Regions from separate parts of the Mus musculus genome. Here all the other regions are linked to region 2. Evidence: chromatin contacts called from public promoter capture Hi-C and targeted proximity ligation data. All regions are on one chromosome and are shown on one strand. The core of a region is the stretch at or near the end of the contact, and the rest is flanking DNA. Distances in the headings are between cores, read along the strand shown. Region 1 holds the start of Cstf2t (cleavage stimulation factor, 3' pre-RNA subunit 2, tau). Region 2 holds the start of Uhrf2 (ubiquitin-like, containing PHD and RING finger domains 2). Region 3 holds the start of Cdc37l1 (cell division cycle 37-like 1). Region 4 holds the start of Plpp6 (phospholipid phosphatase 6).

Region 1 (6,698 bases), core at 3,951-6,450, 1.1 Mb before region 2:
GAATGTATAAATGTACACAACAGATAACAAGATCTTATCATTAGATTTTCTCATTAGATCTAAAGTAAGTATTTAAAAATACTATACATCAATACTATATACCTAAATAGCACTTATTATTGATATTATATCTGTAGCTTTAATATAAATAATTTCCTCAATATAAATCACTTCTTGGCATTTCTGATGACACCCTGATGAGAGTAAAATGTTTCAACTGGAGAAGTCTGTTTAGATTAACTGAAGAGATAAAGCAGGGGCCAAAATTCTTTGTGAGGACTCAGATGTGACTGCTAATTCCGTTTCCCTGTCACAATAGGTGGCTGCTCATAATTGTCCTAAGACCTCATTAGACCTAAGAGAAAAGCCTGACATACCATAGGAAATGAGGTTCTTCAAACTTTCTTAATGTCCCACCACAGTATGGATAACCAAGTTTTGCAAGCTGTGATACACATTCTCAAAAATGTTTTCTACCACTAAAGTTCCAGTCATGTTAACCATCTTACTTAGATTAGATCACCTTTGCCAGATCTACTCAGTGTATGTATACCTTACGTACAGATTTACAAGCTCCAGAAAATGACATCTGTGCATCATCAGTTACAGAGGAAAAGGCTATTGTGAAGACACTTAGTGAAGGTCAGTTATGATATAATCCCCCAAAGCATGCACTGCCTGAGTGTAAGAAACCCTTAAGAAAGTCTGTAATCAGTATTATATCCCATCCCCTTCAGTGATACTGTCAACAAATTCGTGTACCAGATAGTTTGAGTTAGTCTCCTATAAATGAATCAAGGCCCTTTATTTCCTGTATCAATCAACACCAGAATCTCTAAGTACTTAATTAGAAATAAGAAACTATTTTGGCTAATGTGGCCCTGGGTAGCCACAACTCCTTACACAGCCAAGGAAGACCCTGAAGTCCTTATTCTCCCTTTGCAGATTACAGGTGCTCTTTTCTAATTTGTGTCTTAATGCAAAGAACTGTTATATTTTGTTTTGTGATGAATCTAAGTCCTTTGAGGATAAACTTGTTCTTAATGAGATTTTTTTTTTCCCAACCGAAATTGGATGTTTTACCCTTCCTTTTCATCTTTTACTATAGTGTATACTCAAATGAGTAAGGTGCTTCCCAGGTCCCCTGTTTTCTATTACAAGTACAACTTGGGGGCTGTGAGTAAAGTGAACACAATCCTTCCCAGTACAAATGCTCTCAGTGCTTAAGAACCTGGAACACAGTATTCCAAAGGACACAGCATGTCTGACGTGGGAGGTATCACAATGGACTGGCAGTGTCTTTGTAGTATTCCAGCTGTTGAACTACATAAAGAATAATTAAAGGTATTTTCACCAGTTTCCTTAGTTTCACCTTTTTCTACGTACGTATTCATGTATCTCTTAAAAAGTTCCTGGTGTATTAAATAAAATGAAACATACAAAATACCTTAATTATACAACCTTTTTATTTAATTTTCATTAAACAATGCAGAGATTTTCTTATAACAAAGACTATAAGAAGTTTTGGGCTAGCAACCGCAATTTCGAAAGCAAGCAATTGGAATTAGCCAGAACTAGCACAAAAGTACAAAACACAAACCAACTTCAGCAAAGGAGAAGCAGAGGAAACCACAGAGAGTTTAACACTAGCACAAAAAACTAAGTCGATGGAAAATAGCCTAGGAATGAAAACTCTGTACACTGAAAATGCTCAAACTTTCCAAGGACAAAGTAGACCCTTGGGTCAGCTCTCTCCCTAAGGCTACTCTTCCCTCTGTAGCTGGGTAGTTAGTTTCCTACAGAGGACTATCACTTGGTCAAGTGGGAACTTGTGCTTGTTTCTGCTCATTAACTAGATATGACATGGTGTCTAGGTGCCACACACTTAATGTCAAAAAATAGTATGGTAGCTCTAAAGGAAATGTATTAAATTCCACACTCCTTATTTTAAAACACATCTGATAGGAATGTATGTTATGACCAAATGGCTCTTGAGAGTTCTAAGAAATAAAATACTAAGTTGAGCAGAGCTGTCAGATCACTTGGGCCTCAGTTCTAGTTAAGCTGATGGCAGGAAAGTACTTTGTGAAAGTTATCAAACTGTAAGACACGTCAAAATTCGAAGACTAAGATTTTTTAACTTCTGATTCCTGCTGACCAAATGGATTCCATCTGCGTATGGATAGTGGTTTATCAAGAACCTGGGTGGGAGCTTTACTGAAAAACCCTCCATTACTCAAGAAAGTCCGACCCCATGTCTAACTGCTATTTTCAGATGACATGAAAAAACTACTTACAACCAGACTTGGTGCTTAAGAATTTTTTTAGAGAAATGTATTAGGAAATCACTTGAGTCTCCTCAGAGGCGGCTTTATATAATTCAGCTGACACTACAACTATTCTGCAAAATCACCAGGTGGGACCAGGCAAGAATATTAGTTGTCTCAAAAAAGTCAGGTAAATGAAAATTACCTTTTTACAGATAACAATGCTTAAAAAAAAAAAAACAAAAACAAAAAAAACCCTACATCTACACCACAGACTGTTAGCTCCAATATTTCAAAATAATTCCAAAATAACTAAACATTAATCTTATTACTCTACAGTATTTTGGTTTACCAAAAAGTGTATCTTAAGATGCTGACATTCAGTTAATATACAACCAAAAACCTTTAAACCATCTTAGTATATCAATACTGTAACAAGTCACTTTCAATTTTTATGTAGTTCCCAGCTTACTCGGGATTTTTAAAGACGCAGTTAACAAAGTGCAGACATGTTATTCCTCCTGCATCTTCCTCATAGCCTTACTTGGTGGATGATGTAGTTATTTTCAGGGTACGTGGTAGAGTAACAGTGACAAAGTGAACAGGCCCACTCCTTCCACTCCATAACCTCCATCAAAAAGCTAAAAGGGAAGCAGAAAGTGACAGGACTAGAAGAAAGATTAAGATCTAGGGAGAAGGAAACCTTAAATGGTTAAAGTGTGCGAACACAGAAGACAGCTTTTTGCACCACTTCATGCCACAGAATAAACTCTGAAGGAGTAACTAAGTGCTTCTTAGTTGAAAACCATTCAAGAAGCCCCAGTGGATTTCTGGATTTGTTCCTTTAAAATCAAAATGCTCTGCCTTTGTTCGGGAGGCAGCATGGCAATCTGATCCGCAGTCAGCTGGAGAACCTGCATGATCAAAGCTGCTTTTTCTTGATCTTGTGGAGTTACCTGGCTTTGCCCAGGGCTAAAACTGCTAGGCTGGCCTCCACCTTGCTTACTGGCTCCTTGCATGCCAGCTCCCTGCATCCCTCCTTGCATGCTAGCTCCCTGCATCCCTGCTTGCATGCCAGCTCCCTGCATCCCTCCTCCTTGCATGCCTGCTCCTTGCATCCCTCCTCCTTGCATACCTGCTCCCTGCATCCCTCCTCCTTGTATACCTGCCCCCTGCATGGTACCTCCAGGATTTCCCACTCCTGCAATATTTGGAACCTGTCTAGGTCCCTGAGGGCCACCTGCCCCCATATTAATAGGGCCAGGACCCTGGATTCCACCAGTCATCGGACCTCTGGAACTAGGGCCAGGGCCCCTCATCTCTAGTCCTCTTGCATCCATGCCTCTGGTTTCCATCGCGCAGGTCTCCATCCTTCTCTCCATTCCTCGTGGCTCCAAGACCTCAGTTTCCATGGGCCGAGTCTCCATCCCTCGAGATTCTCTACCTCCTCTACCATCCATAGGTAGACCTCTCTGATCTATCATGGGACCTCTGGGCTCTCCAATTAGCATTCTGGGATCTGCTGCCAATGGTCCTCCTCTCATATCATGTGAGGCAGGGCCACGGTTGTCATGACCATGATGCATTGGAGGACCCTGATGGGGTGGTCCCATATAGCCCCTGGGCTCTACTTCTCCAGTCACTGAGAGCAAAGTCCCTCCACGTGGGTCATTTGGAGCATCTCCCAGTAGTCCTCGAGGAGGTATGCCACCAGAAGGCATGGGTCCACGAGGCATCGGAGGTCTAGGATCTGATATCTGCATCTGTCCTCGCTCCAGGGGCACTGGACCAACCACTGGCATGCCAACTTGTGGCTGCATTGCTCCTCCTGGAGTTAAGGAACCAGGTCCAGGTCCAGGAACTGCAGCTGGTATTGGCCCCGGAGCTGGAATTCCTCCCTGGATAGAGGTCTGCATCAGAGGTGGAATGTCCTTCACAGGTCTTCTTGGCAGATGCTGAGGCTGAGGGGCAGGAGGATTCTGTTGGTTCAACATGACGTTAGGTCCCGGGCAGAGGCCAGGGGCAGGGCCGGGGCCAGGGCCGCCAGGCCCACTAGGCCCAGGCCCACCAGGGCCAGGCCCAGAGACCGGCTGAGATTTGCCTGGGATCAGTGGTGTGACATGTATCTTACGATGCAAAATTTTCAGTGCAATCTCTGGATCCATGATTCTCATCACCACTTGTGCCTGCAGCAAAGCATACGCCAACTGTGGGTTCTGAAGTAGCATGTTTCGAGCTTCCTGGTGACTGTTCTGGACACACAACTTCATCTGCTTCATGAGCTCAAACATCTGCTCTGGGGGCAAGCTGGCGACTGCTCTAGTAATCGATTCTGGAGCATCTTCTGGGTCGATAGGGTCCCCATAGGGGGAGTCAATGATGGGGGCCGCCGGGCCTAAGCTCTTTAACTCCTCCTTGTTCTTTTCGCTGGCGGCATTGTCCACCCGAAGCGCTCTCCCACTAAACTCTCGCCCATTGAGGTTTCGCATGGCACTGAGCGCAGTCTCCTGGTCTTGGTACTCGCAGAAGCCATAACCCTTGGGCTTCCCAGTCTCTCTATCGTAGACGAGACGGAAACTGACAACTGAACCAACCTCTGAGAAAATGTCCTTTAACTGCTCCTCCGTCGCCTCATACGGAATGTTCCCCACGAACACCGAACGCAGCGATCGATCCATGGCTGGGTCTCTGACCGCCAAACTCGACATGATTGCTGCCGAGAGGACAGCGGAGATTGAATTCGTCTAAGGGTCGTCCTCTGGCGAACCACACTTCCGCTCTGTAACGGAAGCAGATAGCAAGCTCCGGACAGAAACCTTTCTGTTAGGAATCTGTAGTTCCGTTAGGCCGCAGACACTGCTTCCTGAGACCGGACTAATTTATCTAACGCCTTCCGCCCCGGGCCGTGAGCTCGGTTGTCCGCGCCTACTTACTGACAACAGGATTCCGTTCCATGGTCCTATTGGTCGAGTTTTCCCGGCGTCCCGCCCCCGCTTCCTGCGGGCACAGGATGCACTACGACTGACCTCATTAAAAATGGCCGATCGGGCTTCCATGGGGTAACCGGCAGCGTCTGTGTTTCCACACACTCGGGGCTGTTTTCATTGCGTTCCACCGGCGGGAAACCGCAAGCCGGAAGCTGATTTAAGGCTTAATGTGTTTTCACAGCTTTCGTTTAGTGTAGGATAATAGAAATATTTAAAATTATATCCAATATTATGAGGTAAAAATATTGTTATTTATCCCTTAAAATAGCTTAACAACATTAAACATAATTATCGCAAAGATAAAATAGCGCTTCTGTCAGCCGCAGCCCCGCCCCCAAGCTATGGCTTGTTCAAACTGTTACCAAGTCCAGGGTCTTCCCTGGTATCTTCTGTGTGCGCAGGTTGTTGTGTGATCATTTCTCTCTCCCCTTACAAATTTTAATTGACATCAATGCTAAAGTGGAATTAACTAAAAAGTATGACTGCAGAGTCTGGATTAATCGACTAAACTTTTATTGTACACATATAAGTAGTTGTGATTTTATTTATTATTTAGAGACAAGGTCTCTATGTAGTCCTATCCTGGAGCGCAGGCTGACCTCCAGCTCCCAGAATCCTCCGCTGGGCTTAAAGGTGTGCACCACCACCGCCCACTTCTCTTGCCAGTTTTGTACTTTAAATACTGCCATTTTATTTTAAATGACCAAACATAATTTTCACTGTTTTAACTTGGAAAAAAATTCAAAAAATATCATGGTTTATATTTTGTTTTGTTCTTGGTTTTGTTTTTGTTTTTTGAGACAGAGTTTGTCTGTGTAGCCCTGGCTGCCCTAGAACTTAGTCTGTAGATGAGGCTGGCGTTGAACTCAAGAGATCCACCTACCTCTGCCTTCCAAGTGCTGGGCTTAAAGGAGTGGGCCACTACACCCAGATATGTGTTATGTTAATGTAGATGGTATATTTTTACATTCAGTTGTCAATTAATTCAATAAATTAAGTTATCAGGTATACTAAAACAAATTTTGTTATTTTAATACAGGGCCCTTCTACAGCCCAGGTTGGCCTGAAAAATTCACTGTGTATGTAGTTTAAGCTGTCTTCAAATTTGCAATCCTCCTGCTTCTCCCAGTGTATGCTGGGATTAGAGGCAAGCACCACAAGCCTTATCTTTACCTGATGGTCAAAGAAAACACAGTAACCAACAAACAAAGCAACACGTGGGGCCTATGAGATACTTAAAGGTTTTAAAACATTAAATAAAACATTCACCATAAATTAGGCATGGCGGCTCATCTTTAATCCTAGCACTTGGGATACTTCCAGGACATCCCGGAGCTCTTTATGTCTAGTTCCAAGCTGGTGATGGCACACTGAGAGACACTCAACACTTTAACACTTGTGTCTGTTAAATACTATCAGCTTAGTCCCTTGTAGAAATGGTGTT
Region 2 (6,749 bases), core at 2,765-5,264:
GACACCCCTCCCATGATGTTCCTTTCCTAGTTCACAGAAAACCTTCTAGTCCTTTTAAAACAGTCGCTATTATTCACTGCAAAAAGCCAGTTTTATTCAGCAAGGCCTCACGTTCTGTGAAGTCATTGAGAATAATAGAATAAATAACCCAGACCGCTGCAGTCCCTCCACAGTTAATCAAAGTACAGATCCAACGGTATCTGCTACCCAAATTATGCTCTGGAGCAGGAAGGAAGGGATGAGCTCGCCTCGAACCCTGCTTCTTCAACTGCTGACCTCAGATCCACATGGGGCCCCATAACTGTGACGGGACCCTGAACAAAACCAGACAAGTTTTTGAATGTGCAATTTCAAAAAATTAATTCAAAATTAAAAAGATAATGCTTGTCTGTCAGAAGTCCATGCTGCACAGCAGTGACTTTGCATGCCATCATGACAGACAACTGCCAATAAACACGCTCCCTAGAACCCTCTCACTCAGATCCAAAGGCAGCTCATGGGCTCCATGTTTACTGTACCTATGAGGCTTTCTGCTTTCCTAGAAACATAATGGCTGAACTATAGAAAAGTGACTCTCAGTACTTTCCTGCATCATTCTTCAGCAAACAAGTATCAAATTAATCTATCTTTATACTGTCATTTTAAATGTTTGATTTTAAAGACTGCTATCTGAATTACTGACCTGAGTTTCATTTTAAAGTATTGAATGAATTTATGATTAAGACAGAATTCCCAACATTTTCTGGAAAAGTCCTAAACATACTTGCCACTTTGTACTACATATTTATGCAAAGCAGTATTCTCATTATTGACTTTAAATCAAAATTATTGACTGACTCTTAAAGATGTTGAGTCTTGTTCTATGTCCTGAAGTATCAAATCTTAAACCCAGATTTAGTCTTTATATAAAAATAAACAAAAATCCATCTTGTAAACATGCAAATTTGCTTTAGTCTTTAACAAATCATAGAAAGACACATATAACTATAGACCGTCAATGTCTCATAGAAGTAAAATAGCTGAGAGTTGCCATATTAGACATCCAAGGTACAAGATTTTCAATTCGGAAGAAAGAGAAATGGTTGCGACGTTGTCAGAACACACTAGTGAATATTGACTGCATTAAGGAAGAAATTCCAGGAAGTAGAAAGGTCTGCACCAAAGATGCAAAGAAAGCCAAAGGGGAAACAAATGAAGTGTCAGAGGCCAGAAAAAGCCAGGGGAAGTCACTGCCAGAACTCAGGGTAGAGTAGAGGCACTGAAGCTGTGTCATTTGTCACATGATAGAAATAAATAACACACATTTTTTTAAAAAATAGACAAATACTTTCATTTTTTTACTCCATGTGAAAACAAAGAATTTATAGAGTATCAAATGTTTAGTTTTTCTTCCAATATGGTTCATATTCCACATCTACATTCTACTTGACTATCCCAATATTGATGACAAGAGAAGGCAGGGAAAACTGGAATTCTTTTATAGTCTCAGGAGCTCTACATTCTAAGAGTTAAAGATCAAAGCCCGGTGTGTGGTATGTAAGATCATGTCTAGCTGAAGAGATGGCTCAGTGGTTAAGAGCACAGGCTACTTTTCCAGGGGACAAGGTTGATTCCCAGCGCCCACAGTTATCTCAAACTCCAGTTCCAGGAGGTCTGATGTCCTAAAGTCCTCTTCCAGTCTTTGTAGCAACCAGACATGCATATGGTACAAAGACATCATGTGGGCAAAGCAACCATACACACTGAAAGAAAAAAACGTAGACTTCCTTGCACTGCTTTTCAAACCTCACCCTGTTTTATAACATTATGACAATAAAGCATATGAAAAAGAACACCTCTTTTCTATTAAACATAAACTCACTTTACAGGAAACGGCTAGCCCTCTCTCTGGTACCAACTTAACTATCTGCCTGCTAAAGACTTGCTTTGCTATCTCCATCATCTGGAGAACATCAAGACAAAAGGAGATAGGAACTACGCCCTGGCTAGTTATCATTCACAAGAAAGTCAACGGTTTTCCTTTTCTGGTGTTCAAGTCAAAGGCTGGCACTGGAATTCTCTTTTTTATCCTTAATGGTTATTGGGCTGTGGAGAGAGAAGTAGTGAATCACTAACAATGGGGGGAGGGGTTGGCCACTAGGGTTTCTCTACCCCCAACCAGGAACCATTTTCTGATTATTAGTGTAAGTCTATTTCATAAGTCATCTTTCATTTCTATTTCTTGTATTGGAGTCGCCCAACTATTCTAGGAGTCAATGTACAATATTATTACTATTTGTATAGCTTTCACTGATAGCCAAAAGGAAAAGATAATAGCCACTTGAGGCACAGCAATACAATGCTACAAAGTATTTAATAGGTATGACTGTTTAAAAACCAACTTTCCAGACAAGTAAACTCTTTACTGGTCAAACACTCAAGAAACAATATAGTGGATACAACAAGAGCAGAAAGTGCTACAGGTTTTCTGTCAGAGGCCTTCCAAACACTTTACCAAAACCCTGGCTTTTTCTTGCCGGTTGTATAATCTGTTACTTAGAAAATTTTGACCAGTCTGAGAAGTTGTAAATCTGTAAAGGGAACAAAAATATTCCTTCTAAACCCTTTGTGGCTTATAGGCTACTTCCATCGAATCAGAGAGAACTGCACTTAATTCAAAACTCAGGACTGGAGCCAAACTGTGGTCAACTGACTGCAGGATGCCAACTTTTTTAGTGGACTAAAGACAAAGGCAAGAAAAACAATGTGGGTCTGGGTGTCTAATCATAAGACTCTGAGACTTACTGGATAGGAAACGTCTTAGCCTCATCAGGCAGAGCCTTACTTAAAATTAACGGAGATGCCCACAAGCACCCTTGTGGCCCAACACAACTTTCTGGCTTTTTTTGAATTACTGCTGATTATGCTGAAAGGTTTGAGTTGAAAGCCCGAACTTAGGGGACACACAAAGATGAGAGGTAAAGTTTATGGGGAAATAATCTGTCCGTATATTCAACAGACTTAAACCCGACTTCAGGTTACAAACATCGTTCCTTAAATTAGAGGTCTCTGATCTTTTACAGAACAAATCCCCAGTCTGAGACTGACGACAAGGAAGGAGGGGCACGCATTCTACCACCGTTCCGATGTTCAGTGTTCAAATCCTTCTAGTGAGGAAACAGGGATAAGGTGCTTCCCTTTCCACGTCGCATCTAGGAGCCGGGGGCACGGAAAAGAAGCAAGTCCTTAGAGGAGTCGGAGACGGCGCTGCGAATAAAGCCAGCTCGTCCCTCCCGCGCCCCGGCATGGCTGCCGGAGCCTGTTGCCTTTCCAGGCTCCGATCCCCCCCCCCCCCAAAGGCGGGAAGAGGATCCCCCAGGACCCTCGGAGGCTATGTCCGTGGCCGCTGCCAGCGACAACACCGCGTCCCGCACCTTCCGACCCGCTAGGCGCGCTTGGGGGGAGGGGGGGGGCAGCCGCAGGCCCGAGCTCCAGGCCCCGCATCCCGCGCCCCGCCAGCGGCCCATCCCGAGCACAGCGGGGCGCAGCCCTGGACACCCAGCCTCGTCCCGGGGCGCCGGCTGCTCGCGCCCGGGCTCCCCGCGGGGCGCCTCACCTGCTTGCCCCGGTAGAACAGGCGCTGGCACTCGGGCCTTACATCGAAGAGCGCCCAGACCCGCTCGCGCAGCTCCTCGATGGTGGCTTTGCGAGAAACGTCCTCGATGGTGCGCGTCTGGGAGCCGTCGATGGTGCGGACCTGGATCCACATCGCGGCGGCACGGGGACAGGGGACCAAGCCCCTTTGTCTGGCCCTGCGCTCGGGCCGCCGCGCCGCGCCCCGCCCGGTCCCCGCCGCCTCCCCGGGAGGATCCGGTTCTCTGCGGCGGCGACTCGGCGAACGCGGGTGCGGGCGAGGACTGACGCTCTTAGACCGCGCGACCGCCCGCCCGCCCCTCCTCGGTGGAAGGAAACCGGAACCCGCCCGAGGTGCGAGCGCAGCCCGCGCCTCACAAATAGGAAGGAGCCATGGCTCGGCGGCGCGCACTGTTTACTTATAGAGATGCAGCTCCCACATGGAGGTCACGGCGCCAACCCGGATCTCGCGAGATCCACGCGGGGCTCCGCCCCACGCACAGCCTGGGGGGCGCTAATATGGGAGGGGGCGGGGCCTCCAGAGCCGTTACTCGGAGGAGGGCGGGGTTGGGCAGGCTCGCCGAGGCCAGCTCGCCCTGTGCCCTCGTTGTCGTTGGTCACCTCGCAGTCTCCTGAGGCCTAGACTCCATGGTCTCAAAAACGCACGAACAATAGCTAGCCGTGCTGCGCGCTGGCGTGAGCAAGAAATGGGGATGCAGCCTACGTTCCCGAGACTTCACACCAGGGTGTGCGCCCGCCACGCGGCCTCTCCCGGGGCGCGTCGGCTTGATGGACGTGCTTCCCGCCGAGGAAACCCGCTTCCGGGAGGCCCCAGGGCAGAGGCCTCGCACCCACGTTTCCCGACCGGAGAGCCGGAGCGGGAGCTGGACCTGACCGAGTGGGCCTTCTGCGCTAAGGGCGCCTTTAGCCGCAGGGATCCTGGCTTTGCAGGACTGTACACCTCCGATCCAAAAATCCGGAGATCCCAGGGCGGGATACGGCCCCCACACTCAGGGGACCCATCCAAAAATGGAAGACTTAAGAGAGAAAGCAAAGCAAACGCATTATCTTACATTCACCGGTATCCGTAATGTCAGTACTAATCATTCCCATGAGGATAAGAGGCACAACTTTGTAACAACCAAATTGATTAGTCAAGATGGCCTAAATGGAAATACAGGAAGAGTGAAATGTGCGTCAGCTCGAGATATGAATATATATATATATACCTAGAGCCTCTAAGTTACCTCGACAGCTTCCTAGTTAACTAAAACATTTAGTTGATAAGGCAACAGATACATCTGAGAACATCTAATCTGACCCATGAAGGGATCAACTATTTGTTGTTACAAGGATATGCTAGGGTCTCGGGCTGTTATTCGTGGTGCACTGCCAACGGTGTGCTGCAGTCTGAAGCCTTGAGTCTTGGGCTCACGGGTTGGGACGCGCGAGAATTGCAGTCTTTCTGTTTAACTGTGATCTTGAACAAACTGCTTCAATTTCCTCCAGGTAAAATAGTGCTCATAAACACCGAGGGAATGTTAGCTTCCTTGCCACTCCCTTAGTAGCACACAAGAAGGTATTTTAGAGCTTTTGTTATTAAGAGAATTTAGATAAACTGGGAATATTCAAAGAAGATAGGGTGCTTAAGCAAAGACTGGGAGTGCATTTTCACACATCAGAAGACACTACACTTCTGAGAGAGGTTGACTAAATAATGAAGGGCAAGTGTGAACATTAGCATTCAAAGACTTTTGTAGGCCTCCCGGGGAAACCTGGGCTTTTTGAAATGTGCATTGATGTGTTTAAGTATTTAGAATGACAATAGAACAGAGTGCGGAAGGAGGCCTTAGGGAAAAAAGCAAGCTGTGGGAAGGTGAGAGAGGCTGAAATTTAGCCAAGAGCCAACTGTTGTCCATTTTGGAAAAATTAGAGATAGTGAGAAGAATAAATTGTTGAGTGTTCTAGGAAACCCAGCTCCTGAAAGTTGTAGAATTTGTGAATGTGAAAAGGGAAGAAAATGGAATGAGTTCCATTTGAGTTGTGTGGCATTTGAAATATATCTCAAATGTGCCTACAGTGGAGATGCCTGGTAGTTGAAAAGAACTGTCTAAGAGAGTGAAGGGAAGAAGGAGTTTCTGAGAGGAGGAAAGTCTTTTGGCTTGATAGAGATGCCTACATTTTGGCGAATAGAGAAATAGGTGGGGGGGGCTGGTGAGATGGCTCAGTGGATAAGAGCACCCGACTGCTCTTCCGAAGGTCCGAAGTTCAAATCCCAGCAACCACATGGTGGCTCACAACCACCCGTAATGAGATCTGATGCCCTCTTCTGGTGTGTCTGAAGACAGCTACAATGTACTTACATATAATAAATAAATAAATCTTAAAAAAAAAAGAGAGAGAGAGAAATAGGTGGTACGGATAGGGAAGAGAATAAGGGGATATTGGGTGGGAAGTTATAACCTGAAGAGTTGACCATGTCAGCTGGGGGGGGGGGGGCGGGCGGGGTTTGAACATTTACCGTTTGCTCATATGTTACATTTTTATATGCTTACAATTCCACAGTTAGAGATCCTCTTAAGAAAAAGTAGGGGTTTATCTTCTGCCTATTGCTGGTATAAATGAAAGTATCAATCACTTCCCTGTTCTTAGGGCTGATCTGCACAGAGATGCCACAAAGGATGTTTCTGCTGCTCTCTTAGAGATTAATCAGGAAGAAAGCCCAGTGTAAGACTTTGGTCTGGTTAAAGGCTTTTGTTGTTATTGTTCTTTGGTCTTCATTCTTTCTTGCTTATTTGAAAATCTCATGTAACCCTGACTGTTCTCAAATCCATTGCATCATGCTAGGATTGTATCCAATTTCATATCCTCCCATTATGTGAGAACAATAAACTTTTTTTTTAAGACACCACTCACATGTCTACCTCTCTGTCATAGGTTAGTTGTGTTCAAAACAGCAAGGTTCCCAGGTCTTGCTCTCTTCTAACATGGATAGCAGCCATATTGGATTAGGACCCATCCTAACAACTTTATGTAACCTTGTCTCATTAAAGCCTCTATCTCCATACATTGTCATACGAGGAGCTAGATTTCAAAACATTAATTTTAATATGCCGTGGGACATAAATTGTGGGACG
Region 3 (6,000 bases), core at 3,275-5,774, 1.0 Mb after region 2:
TCAACTCTGAGCTTCTTTGTTCATCGATGCCTCTCCTTGACAACTAACACTACAAAGGCTGGCAATTGCCAGTGATTCGCACAGAGATGACGGACAACAACAAACATCAGCTGTGTGGGCTCCAGAATCCTTCCTTCCCCAGGAGGAGGAAAGCAAAGCCACGTCCAGTGCATCAGTCATGGCTCCTCATCCTGAAAACCAGAGCTCTGACCTGTAGATCTTGCAGTGACCAGTCTTCACTTCAAAGAACCCATTTAATGGCTCCTAGTTTCTTTGTGTCATCACAATCTGTGACGATGAGAGAGTTCTTAATAAAAAATGCTACTTAAATGATTATGTCACACAGGCACACCTTACCTCAATCCTAATGGAAACAGTGACAGTGAAATCGAAAAGTGCCAACTGGTGACTCTGCTCTACTCAGGAGAAATCACTTTCAATACTTCTGTAACTGCTCATGTAAATGCAATGGGAGTTTAGTTCCTTATATTCCTTGTCTCAACAACAAAAGTGGAGGGCATTTTTTAAGGATTTCTTGGTTAAATGTACTTCATACTACTTACTAAGAATCACTGTTCTTAATCTGTTGCCAGAACTGTATCATTATTAGAGCCTTTATTCATTTACATCTCAACTGTATAAATATAATCATACCTTTTGGTCTTCATTAGCCATTCACTACTAGAATGATGCTTCAAAAAGAGGGGGCAGTCATGCTTTTTCCGAGAGTCTATTATTATAAAGCACAGACCCTTTAGTTCCCGTCAGTTTTACTTACTGGCTTATTCTTCCCACCCTCAGAACCCGATTATCCCTTTTCACTGATAACACTCTGTCCTCTATCCGATCCCTGCCCGATCCCAAGCCTGTTCTTATCCACTCTCTCCAAACCCAAGGTATACACATTGCTATACTGCTGTTTTTAACATTAATATATACTTATTTTCCCTGATTCCAAGCTTTGTAAGGAGTTAGAATTTAGTAACAAACTGTTCTGGCACAGGGAGTAAACCTGAGTTTTCTAGCACATTTGAGATTTCTACTGGCTGTCTGTGGACATTGCTCTCCTGTTTCCTTATTTAGTAGTTATTTGGGTTTCAAGCCCATATACTGCCATGTCTCTAAACGACAAGTAAAACATTTATTTTTACTTCTTGATACACTAGAAAATGAAGATGTTGGAGAGCTGGCTCAGTGGTTGAGCTCATTTGTTACTCCTGAGGAGGACCTGGGCTCCATCTCCAGCACCTATATGGTGACTCACAATTGTCTGCAACTCCAGGACATCCAACGACCTCTTTTGACCTTGGCAGGTGTCAGGAATGCATGGGATGCACACACATGCACACAAGCAAAATTCTCATATACATAAAATAATTAAATTAAAAGAAAAATTATCAATGCTGTTGCACACCTTTAATTCCGGCACTTGGGATGCAGAGGCAGGCAGATCTCTGTCAGTTCAAGGTCAGCTTCATCTACAGAGTGGATAGCTGGGCTACACAGAGAAACTTTTATGTCAAGGGGGGTGGGGGAAATGGGGAGAAAGCCAGTAAAAGGAGAAAAATGAAGCTGTAAAACAATTTGTAAAAAACAAAGTTATACCAATAAAGGCAATTATTAGAAGTGGGGTGCAGGATCTTGCCCTAATTATACAAAAGCAAATATTTCTCAAATCAAGCCAACTACCAAAATTATGTATATTTAAATTATTCCCCATAGACTATCATACCATTTGGTCATACAGTCCAACATGGACAGAGATGACTAAGTATACTATTGGGTCTTTAAGAAAAAGAAGCAACCCAGGGACGTGAACCCATGTTAGGCACGCATTCTCCACAGAGCTGCATTCTGAGCCCATATCAAGTCTTATTTTATTCTGTGATCATATAAAAGTTTAAAAGGCCATAATTTTAGTAAACAAAAACTCCGCAAAGAAACTATGATGGTTCAAGTCTACTGGAGCAGCTTCACATCAAAAGCTCTCAAACAGCAGCCACACTGGATCCCAGCACTGAGAGGGCTAAGTGGGCACAGGCCCACTCCTAACCAAGAAGCAGTGTGCAGTTGGTACCTGCTAGAAAGGGGAAATCACTGAGTTCCATCGCCCCCATTCCAGGGCGGGCAGTGCCATGCTGAGCAGTAGCTAGCCAACACAGAATGAACTCTGTGGTGTTTTTGTGGACTTTTTGCTCCATTTTAGCCTTTTTAATTATTCTAAAATTGTATTTATTTAGTCTTACTAGTCTTTTGCTTGTTTATTTTGATTTCATTTGGGTAGTTTGTTTTAAGAGAGGGAGAACATAATGTGAGATGAGGAGATTTGGGGAGGATCTGGGAGGAGTTGGGAGAGTGGAAAACAAGATGCAAATATATTGTATGAAAATTTAATTTAAAAAAAGATACAAGCGGGCTGGAGAGATGGCTCAGCAGTTAAGAACACTGACTGCTCTTCCAGAGGTCCTGAGTTGAATTCCCAGCAACCACATGGTGGCTCACAACCATCTGTAATGAGATCTGAAGCCCTCTACTGGTCTGTCTGAAGACAGCTACAGTGTACTCATATAAATAAAATAAATCTTTAAAAAAATACAACCATCTTTTTTGAAGTCCTCAAATTCTGGCTTGCCTTTTCACACATCATGTTATATTGAGATAGCTCTCTGTCTCTCATATTTGGTAAAAATTAAGCCAGTAATTTAAGATGAATTTTTAAAATCCTGTTGATTGATTAAACATTTTATTTTTTTTTAAATATTCTAATGTCCCCCCCAATTTAAGTCCTAAAGCTAGCAAAACATACAAGTAGGCTTGTAATAATTATATGTTCTTAGAAGTAATGACTGTGTAAATTTTATCACCATTTAAAAGCCTTCTCATCCAAATAAAATGCTATAGTATTTCTCTGGATAGGCAGTGCAGAAGCGTCCTGAAAAGAACACCGGACTGGGAGTCATGAGTTCTAGTGGGGACCCTGCACTGTCTAACTAAATGACCCTGGGAGATCTCCTTTAGTGAAGGCAATAGAAGCCTTCTTAAACCCCATCACCTAAACAAATGCACAGGTAAAATCGTTTTAAAATGTTGGGTTTCTTGGATTACTTCTTCGAGTCAACCACAGTGCACTGAAATTGAGGCAGTTTCCCCTTGCCTGTCCAAATTGACACCAGCAACTTTTCGTTTTCTCCCTCTGCAATACTAAGTATACACAGATGATACTAGTGATCCGTAACTAGGTGACTACTGACCCATCAATTCTCATTTTGCCTTACTTTCCCTATGACTAGTTGGCTGACCATAGTCTGTGGTTATGAAACAGCATACTGTGGGTGAGCCCAATCAACTCAGCTGACTGACTTGCGGGCAGACAATTTAAACCAGTCATCTTTAAGAAAAGCTATTATAATATTGGACCACATTTTTGCAAAAACGCCTGGAAATCAGACACCTACAATCAATTTCATTGAAAAGATTAGTGTTCAGTCTATGCTTTTGAAATCTGGTTCAAAACACACCCAGGTGAAAAGTCGGGAGAAGGTGATGTTCGCAGCATAGCACAGCACCCCTATAAAAGCCATAACTGGCATATAACACTTGACAGTTTCCGAGGCAAGAAAGCTGGGTTGAAAAACACATGTAGTATCAGAAACTTCGGGAAGAAGCCTGAAAGCCAATTCGGTGGCTGTATGTTTTCACCGGAGGCTGACGCGGAATCAAACTATGAATACAGTAAAGGACCAATGATAGAAACGGAGGTGTGTGCCAGCGTCAAAGGCAAGGCTTACAGAATTTGCTGAGATGTCAGCGCGGCAAAGAGCACGTGAGATGTTTATGTCAGGACTCGGTGTACTATTTTAGAAGTACAATCACTCTCTGTTCCTATCAACTGTGCACAAAGTAGCTGGAGCTCGTAATAAAGGCTCGGATGAAAGCACGCACCAGAGGACAAAGGGTCAATGTTATACACTTGAGCGGCCCCCAAAGCTCCACGCAGACAGCAGCAGAGAGGGGGAGGAGGAACCTCTCGCAAAGGTGAGGGGCAACCAGCCCCGGTGCAGGGACAAGTGTGCGTGGACGTGGAGGTCGGGAATGCGCGCGTGATCGCCTCCTTTTCTCGCGGAAGATGCTGCCAGAGCTGTGGCTTGGCATCAGGCTCCCCCGCGATGCCCGCAGACATTTCCCATCCCCCGCCCCCGGCAGAACGCAGGCCGCTCTCACCTGGGCGCCGCCGTCCGGTACCGGAGAGTAGTGGGACGAAGAGGGGGACACGTCTAAGTCACTCTCCTCCTCGGTTTCCCCGCCAGTCCTCGGGAAGCTCCAGGGGCCCGGTGGCGGCCACGGCTGCTCCATGTCCCACTGGTCCGGGCCCGGCAACCGCCAGCGCCAACGGCCCTGGCGTGAGTGGAACCTGCTGGGCGGAGCCAGCCGCCCGGCCGGCCACGGTCGTTACCCAGAATCCCTCTGCCCCTGGCGAAGCCGATGCACCCCCGGAGCAGGCCTGGACTGTGCCGCCGGCGGACTGCGGAAGAAGAAGTAGCCGGCCGGGACGTCATTTCCGGGGGCGTGACCGGGCGTGGCCACGTCTGGACGAAGAAGCAAAGTCTGGAGTTTAAGTCCGGGAAAGCTAACTAGGGTTTCTGCAGGTTCGGATCCGGGCGTTCAAAGGGTGTTCTGACTTGTCCCTCTTCTATTTCAAAAGCTCCTTCGTGTAGAGCAATCTAAGTCGGAGTCGAGGGGGACCGATTTAGAAAGCACAGCCAACTTTCCTTTAACTTCAAATTACCCGCGACAAGACTGTTCTCCAAACCCTGCTACAGCGGAGGAGGACACTAAAAATAAAATACTGGGGCAAGCACATTTGTAAAGAATTGAGACAAGTAGTAGACGTATCAGAGGGCTTTCCGTTCCTCGTGTCTTTTTAGAATCGTGAAGATCCGAGTACTCACTGTCCCTTTTCTTTTTGAGACAAAATGACCCACCATAGCCCGAGAACACATTTTAAGCGAAAAACTCAAAGATTGGGAATGTACCCTGGCAGTAGAGTGCTCATTTAACTAACACAGGCAAGGCCCTGATTTTAGTTTCTAGGACCAGGGAGAGGGAAACAGACACCTAGGAACTAGGAAAGTCTAACTTCACAACCCGCACGTTTAACAATTTAGCTTGTTGTCTATTCGCAATCAGATAAGACGACAGACTATCAGTCTTTCAAGCTTTGATTGATTGGCAAACTGTAGGTAGGGGTGTGTGGGGGCGTGAGGTTCACAAGGGTAGGCCAGAGGACCACATCAGTTCTCCTGCTCTGTTATTTTTCACAGCATTCCCTTGAGACAAGGTTTCTTCTCGCTGAGCTCAGAGAACTGACACCAAGCCTTCTGTCTCAGCCCATTTAGAGCTAGGATTAGAGGTGCAGGTTTGTTGGGTATTTGAACTACCGTCCTCATGCTTGCTCAGCTACCATTTTTACCTACTGAGTCATCTGCCTTAGCCCTGACTGGCAAACGCTAAAGGCTCGTTAATCCTAATGGTCGAGCGATAGATGAGAAAAATGCTGTTAAGCATGCTGTGTAACATTTAAGGAAGAGGGATGACATGAAAAGCCTATGTGCTTCAGTTCAGCTCTTTCATGATCAGGAAAATACCCAACAGTATTTTTACAGCGGAATCTAATACAAAGACAGTTTTGGGGTGGTAAAAGAAAGCTAAAAATAAGTAAGTAGAAGCAATGGAAGAGTAGATCTCAGCGTGCTGATGTGGAAATATCTCTGAAATGAACAAGTCTGTAATCCTGGGAAAGGCTGAGACATGAGGATTCTCAAGTTCACCACCAACCTGGGCTACACAGAAGGGGCACTCACTGGGTTAAAGAAACCAAATTACAGAATTAGATTATGTAAAGTGAGAAGTTATGGTTTATTTGTTTTGTTTTGCTTTGTTTTTGTTTGTTTGTTTTAAGGAGCAGGGCAGAGAAAGAGCAAGCTAGAAAATTAGAGCATA
Region 4 (6,696 bases), core at 1,157-3,656, 1.1 Mb after region 2:
TCCTCCTACTGAGAACTGGTTTATCATGTCCATCTTCCACAGTCCTGTCCACCCATATCTTTGAACATTAGACCATAGCCCACAGCTCACAGTCCTTTCTATTTATAAATGCCAGAACAAGTGGCCATTGAGATTATCTGATGATGCCACTTTCACCAGTGATTTAAAGACTTTCTTTCCAGACACAGCAGCATTTACAGATGTCATGAGCATACCCCTCTTTGGTCTTTCTAGGTCAGACTGTAATCAGAGTCTACCATATTATTTGGTCATCTTTGGTCTTATGATTGGGGGGGGGGGGGCGCCATGAATGAACAGCTTTCAATGTAAACAGAAATTTAAGAGTTTTACCTAATGCTCACGTAGGGCAATAGGCTCTCCTGAAAAGTTTCAAGTTGTGTCCTGTTACCTAAAATGTGCTGAACACAGCACAGTGGGACCGATAGGGAAAGGATAGCATACAGTTATCCTTGGGGTACACACAGGAACGCTATGCAGGCACACTGAAAAGAACCACATTGCTCTTCTACTTTTTACTTAATAGAGGACCATTTGCTTGATTTAGTAGAGGTGACCGACAGCAGGGCTTCATTTCCTGCCCCTGGCCATGGCCTACTTCCCGGTCTGCCTCCTTCTAAGCTCTTAGTTCCCCTGACTCTCCCCAGCAGCTCAGCTTCTTGCCCCCTGGTATGCTACTTGTCCATGGGACTAGGAAACAAAACAGTAGGCTCATACTTACATTTCTGTGGGAACCTTAGACAAGCCCACCTTTTGAATATGTCTTCTTCCATATCTTGGTTTGTTCTATGAGTGCTAAAAGATAACGTTAAATAGTAGTAGAAGTTAACTATCTAAAGATCGTTTGAGAGGTACTGGGAGCAGAAAGGAAAATACTCTGTGGAACCTCTTAACTACCAAGTCCACAAGGGTGGGAGAGCTTAAAGGAATCAGAAGAAGGAAAAAGCTCCAATTATGGCAACATATTCAGAGAGTTAAATTGGAGAAAAAAAATCTGTTTTGAACTTTAAAATTATTGTTTAAAATTTACTGCAGGTAAAGGGTGGGAATAGCACATGGTTTATCTAGCTAATGGCTCTTAAATTTTAATTTACAAGTAATAACATTGTTTTTTTGGGGGGTGAGGGGAATTACTCATTAACGTTGTCAACTTTAAGTAAATAGCAATCATACAGTCAGCCAGCTTGATTTCTTTACAGTTGTCTTGGTGATAAATAGCTGTCAAATACACAGTAGACTTTGTTTCTCAAGTATGGCCGTGTTCAGTAATAGCCAGCATGCGCTCCGGTCTAGGAACCTGTCAAGACAGTGGGATCCCAGAATTCCCAAAGTTGCCCAGAGGGGCAACTAGATGGCTCTGGCTTAGGTCAGCATCCTCGAGTGTGGAATCCTTCAGACCTCAAGGTGTCAATAATCAATGAGATGGTGTCACTGTTGATTCCACAGTACAAAAAGAACTGGAACATTGTGGGGTGACAGCCAGCAATAATCCACAATGCTGTACTGCATGTAGCCCAGAAAAAAGCCAAAAGCCACATCAGTGACGTTGTGCCGCCCGAGCATGACCCTAGAGAGACCCAAGACGAAGGCCCACAGGACCACCAGCACCCTCAGTGGAATGGCCAGTACCAGGTGGTTTAGGATAAACCGCGACACCAGGGCGGCCCTCGTGGCGTGGCCCGAGGGAAAGGAGTACCTGTCCACCGAGAGGGTGAAAAACATGTCCTTTTGATTGTGCGCGGGTCGGCGCCTGCGGACCAGCCCTTTAATCACAGCTACCAGCAGCAGGTCCAACAGCAGGGCGAAGAGCAGGTTCATCAGCACTTCGCGCCCGGCCCAGCTGTCGCTCCTAAGCAGGCAGTAGAGGGTGCCCAGCAGCCAGGGGATGCCATGCCCTGAGATCTCCAGCAGCTTCATCAGGGGCCGCACGCTGCCCCAGGCCGAGCTCTCCCCAGCACACACCCCCAGCTTCTTGGACAGCCACAGGTCGATGGCCAGCAGGGAGCGCAGGGCGATGCCCAGGAAGGACGGGTTCAAGTTCATGCGGGCGTCCTCCGGCGGCGGGGCCGGGGCTGCTTGTGCGGGGCCCGAGGCGGCCAGCGGGAAGGAGCCGCGCCGGTGCACCGGGCTGTCGGACGCGCGCAGCCGAGCGCAGGCGGGGTCCGCGCCCGCGCGGCAGTTCAGCAGCGATTGGAACTCGAACCTGCCGCCGCCGCTGCCACCGCCGTGGGCCGGGCTGCCCGGGACGCTGCTTCCGCCCGAGGAGCCCAGCGGCCGTCCCTCGATGGTCCTCCGGGGGCTCGGCATCGCGGAGGGAGGCCGGTCCCGGGGACCCGGGCAGACCGGAGACAGGCTTCCCAGCCCGTCAGCCTCTTCCGCTTCCGCACTGCCATCCCGGAGGGCGGGCCGAGGAGCCGAGCCGCAGAGCACGATTGTGACACCTGGCGGAGACGTGGGAGGGAACCGGGAGTACCAGCTTGAGGAGAGGTGGGAAGTGCAGGTGAAGGACGCAGTGATGGCGTCATTTCAGAGCTGTGGGAGGTTAGGATAAACAGCCCCTCTGCACAAAAAAAAAAAAAAAAAACAAAAAACAAAAAAAACCAATCCCTTGATTGCCCTCCTCTTCTTTTTAAGATTTCTTGCCCCGGAGTGTTCCTGCCGGACAAGGAAGCTGTGTACCTTGGAGTCTACCTTCTGAATCAGTACCTGGAGACAGACTGCTTTCCCCCTGTGTTCCCTGTTGTGATTCAACAGAGCATGAGATTTGTAAAGGTGATTTTGACTTCTCAGTGGGTTTTGCTGTCTGAAACCAGTTTAATGGTCATAAAGAATAGTGGTTTTGTACATTTATTCCCCGCCCCCCCCCCCCTTTTTTAACACAGTGTAAAAAGTACAAGCGGCCTTGAGGCAAAAACCATAGTTTGGAAGTCTTGCTTTTTGCAATGCAGGCCTGAGCCAAGTTCTGTCAATTGAGTGCTAAATACCCTGGTGGATGCTTTCTATTCTTGGAACTCCCATGGCATTTTCTAACTGGAGCAGAGAGCGTTTCTGAATGTTCTTGGAGGTGTTAGAGACAGTTGCATTGCATTTATGAAAGGGGCTATTAATAAACTGCAGATCTTAAGAAAAACTTTCTTAAGCTTGGGAAAATAACTTAAAACTATAACCAAATCAGCTGTACCTGGTAATTGAAAGCCTGTAACTAAACAAGAAAGCTGTTCATATTTTCTGAGTTTCCTTAAGTCATGTGCGTGTTATATAACAATAGTAGTAAGGGCTAGATTCCATTCCAATGAGTGCAATTGTGATTTTAAAAATTGTAAAAATCACCGGCCAGGGCTTCCCACTGCAGTATGCTGCTGACTATTCAATACTCTGCAATCACCAACAACACCCTAAGGTTCTGGTTTTAGCTTTGGAGTTGAAATTGGAGTAATCTTTAGTAAACCTAGTGGTTTTGCCCAGGGTCCCCTAAGGTGGACTTTTGGGGTGGAGGGAAGATTGTACATATCGATCCTAAAGTCTGGAAGATGTTTTCCAGAAACCTACCTATTTCTTGTAATCCAAGGATGAGAGAAAAGATGCGTTTTTAAAAACTGCAGCCTGTTCATTGGAAAAACGTCCGTGAAACTGGTTGGGTAAAAGTGATTGGATATTATCTTGGGAAATAGTCAGAACCCAGATGGTCCTACTGGCCATATGTGGGTGATAGACATGGTGTGAAGTAGGTGCTGAAAATGACCCCCACCACTTTCCCCACTCACCAGTTGCTGGCCCTGTACCAGACTTCTAAGATAGAATTGTAAGAGGTGCATAGATATGAAATTATTCTAACAGGGCATGATACATCCATCAATACCTTGGGAACTTAACTTAATCTGACCACCTCTGTTTTTAAAAAAGAGAATGCCTGAGATTCACAATTTAGATGCTTCTCCTGCTGGGTGGGAAAGCCTGAGGTTTCTAGTCAAACATACCATGGAACCATTTTTTTTTCTTTGAGTTGTTTAGGCTCATATTCTAGTTTCTTCTAGTTCCAGGTTTCTTGAGATCTGTTCCATTCTTTAGCTGAAAACTCGTGTGGCACATAGCAAAAGCATTTTCCTTCCCCACATCTCTTTGCATGGCTTAGATTTGAATAATTTAAAAGTACGTGGGTAAACAAATTCCTCATAAAAATTCACAAGCCATTGTATTTGAATAGACTAAGCTAAGTGTTTGCTTCCCAAGATCACCCTTGAGAAAAACCCTTACACGTAACGTAGGTAGATATGTTAGGTTCTTAGAGCTCACATACACAAGTAGCCCACAAGCAGCAAACTTACTTACTGTCTCACAGTCCTGGAGACTGGATGTCAAAGAATGGTGGTGTGGATCTCGCTACATCCTGAGGCATGGTGGGAGCTAGTTCTTTGGTTTATAGCAGTGGTTCTCAACCTGTGGGTTGCGACCCCTTGGGAGAGTTTGACTTTTTCACTAGGGTCACCTAAGACCAGTGGGGGGGGGGGACACAGATTATGCTGTTATGACTCATAACAGCAGCAAAATTACAGTTATGGAGTAGCAATGAAAACAATTGTATGGCTGGGGAGTCACCACTATATGAGGAACTCTTTTAATGGGTCGCAGAATTAGGAAGGCTGAGAAACATGGGTTTTATAGCACCATAACTCCAGTATGTACCATTTAACCATTTATTCTCTCTAGCACATGGAATTCAAAACATTCTGGGCATTAGCCAGAGGAACTCCAGTTCTTTAAGGCAAAGGAAGATATGTGTGAACTGTAAAACAAAAGCAGAGCCTTCACTGATCAGAAATGCCAGGTGTCCTTGCTGGGTTTGGGTCCTATGCTGGCTCTGTCCACTTTAACTGAGTAACTGCATTTGCTCTGGGTTGCACGCCAGAATAGAAAACTCTATGCCTGGTTTGTAATAGTGGCTCCTCCTGAGCATTGTGTAATAGTGGCTCCTCCTGAGCTCTGTGTAATAGTGGCTCCTCCTGAGCTCTGTGTAATAGTGGCTCCTCCTGAGCTCTGTGTAATAGTGGCTCCTCCTGAGCTCTGTGTAATAGTGGCTCCTCTGAGCTCTGTGTAATAGTGGCTCCTCTGAGCTCTGTGTAATAGTGGCTCCTCTGAGCTCTGTGTAATAGTGGCTCCTCCTGAGCTCTGTGTAATAGTGGCTCCTCTGAGCTCTGTGTAATAGTGGCTCCTCCTGAGCTCTGTGTAATAGTGGCTCCTCTGAGCTCTGTGTAATAGTGGCTCCTCTGAGCTCTGTGTAATAGTGGCTCCTCTGAGCTCTGCGTAATAGTGGCTCCTCCTGAGCTCTGTGTAATAGTGGCTCCTCCTGAGCTCTGTGTAATAGTGGCTCCTCCTGAGCATTGTGTAATAGTGGCTCCTCTGAGCTCTGTGTAATAGTGGCTCCTCTGAGCTCTGTGTAATAGTGGCTCCTCTGAGCTCTGTGTAATAGTGGCTCCTCCTGAGCTCTGTGTAATAGTGGCTCCTCTGAGCTCTGTGTGGTTCCTGAATTTTTTTCCTGCTCAAGTGTACTCATGAATTTAGTTTATTTTTAACTTTAAAAACATAAAAATGTATGCTTAAATACTCACTTAAAAAAAGGCATCAATCATGTGTTATGACCTCATTCGAAGTTTAACTAAGCGTATTTATTTATATTGATCCTATTTGGAAATAAGGTCATGTTCTGAGAGACTAGAGTTAGATGCCAACCTGTAAGTTTTGACAGGGCCACACAATCCAACTGGTAACAGTGTGAAATGGAAGGATATAATTATTGAAATAGTTTAGGAAAATAAATGCTACCCGAATTTACTTAGTAAACACAAGTAGACAAAACAGTGCCCAATTTTGCCCTCAAAGGTGACCTGGCTTTAAAACCTCAAGCAGAAATTGAACTATGCTTAACTTTAAACATTCACTACTGAAGAACAGCTGAAAACCCTTTGCTTTCAGAAGGTCCCGTTCTTTTTCAGCGCTGGCTCAGAACCTTTTATTTCAAGAACAAAACCCACAGATCTGACAATATTTAAGGTGATATAGTAATGTTTTTCCTGCATTCGATGATAGAAGTCACTCCCAACACTACTTGTCTTTGGTGATACACATGGGTGAAACCTCTGTCTTCTCGTTTAGCATAACCAATTGCATGCACAGACGAATCATCTAGTTATCACTTGATGAGTACCTACTGTATGCAGAATAGGTTTCTATGCATTCAAGACCCACGTTGATGCAAGATGTGTTTGCTTGAGGAGTAGGTTAAACTGATGGCATTTCTAAGCATGTGATAGATTCAGCTAACTCAAATTTCTTTGCACTTACCATTCCGATCATTTTAATTCATCTTTGCACTTACCATTCTGATCATTTTAATTCATCTGTGCTTCCGCCATTTGTTGTACTTTTACCACATGCTTCTTAAAAGTATTCCTTTTGAATATTAAAATATCACATGGCTTGATTTTTATAGATGCTAATCCCATGAAAGAACATGATGTATGGTTTCTAGAAATACCTTTTAGTAAACCTTTGAACATTTCTTTTCCCTGTTTTTCTCTGTAGGTATTTGAAGAGGCAATAGATCCTGGAGCTGTCGCAGAACTTTTAGAAAGTAGGTACTTAGGAGAAAAAAAAAAAGACTCCTGTGTAATTCACAGGTAC

Evidence for each region. Promoter capture Hi-C pulls out the DNA fragments that hold promoters and counts their contacts. Capture Hi-C pulls out chosen DNA fragments and counts their contacts.
Region 1: a contact with region 2 is called in a targeted proximity ligation map of pancreatic cancer cells. A contact is called at or near these places in 3 of 484 Hi-C or Micro-C datasets (CD4 T cells and olfactory sensory neurons) and 2 of 130 datasets of targeted methods (embryonic stem cells and pancreatic cancer cells).
Region 3: a promoter capture Hi-C map of pre-B cells shows a contact between it and region 2, with 6 times the contacts expected there. A contact is called at or near these places in 3 of 39 promoter capture datasets (liver and pre-B cells), 1 of 484 Hi-C or Micro-C datasets (CD4 T cells), 2 of 130 datasets of targeted methods (pro-B cells and regulatory T cell precursor) and 1 of 9 other capture datasets (liver).
Region 4: a contact with region 2 is called in a promoter capture Hi-C map of adipose tissue, with 2.2 times the contacts expected there. A contact is called at or near these places in 2 of 39 promoter capture datasets (liver and pre-B cells), 1 of 484 Hi-C or Micro-C datasets (CD4 T cells) and 1 of 9 other capture datasets (adipose tissue).

What each region holds. Positions count from the first base shown.
Region 1 is chr19:31,081,343-31,088,040 of GRCm38.p6, reverse strand. It overlaps Cstf2t (cleavage stimulation factor, 3' pre-RNA subunit 2, tau), which reads right to left and starts at 5,200. Exons shown (of 1, transcript NM_031249.2): 1 at 1,449-5,200. The coding sequence starts at 4,975. The coding sequence ends at 3,077. The region is part of intron 3 of Prkg1 (protein kinase, cGMP-dependent, type I); the gene reads left to right.
Region 2 is chr19:30,027,778-30,034,526 of GRCm38.p6, reverse strand. It overlaps Uhrf2 (ubiquitin-like, containing PHD and RING finger domains 2), which reads right to left and starts at 4,014. Exons shown (of 16, transcript NM_144873.2): 1 at 3,596-4,014. The coding sequence starts at 3,748.
Region 3 is chr19:28,988,891-28,994,890 of GRCm38.p6, reverse strand. Cdc37l1 (cell division cycle 37-like 1) reads right to left here and starts at 4,524. Exons shown (of 7, transcript NM_025950.4): 1 at 4,222-4,524. The coding sequence starts at 4,353.
Region 4 is chr19:28,959,630-28,966,325 of GRCm38.p6, reverse strand. It overlaps Plpp6 (phospholipid phosphatase 6), which reads right to left and starts at 2,406. Exons shown (of 1, transcript NM_028922.3): 1 at 1-2,406. The coding sequence starts at 2,325. The coding sequence ends at 1,447. 4430402I18Rik (RIKEN cDNA 4430402I18 gene) reads left to right here. Exons shown (of 14, transcript NM_001374140.1): 3 at 2,653-2,790; 4 at 6,598-6,646.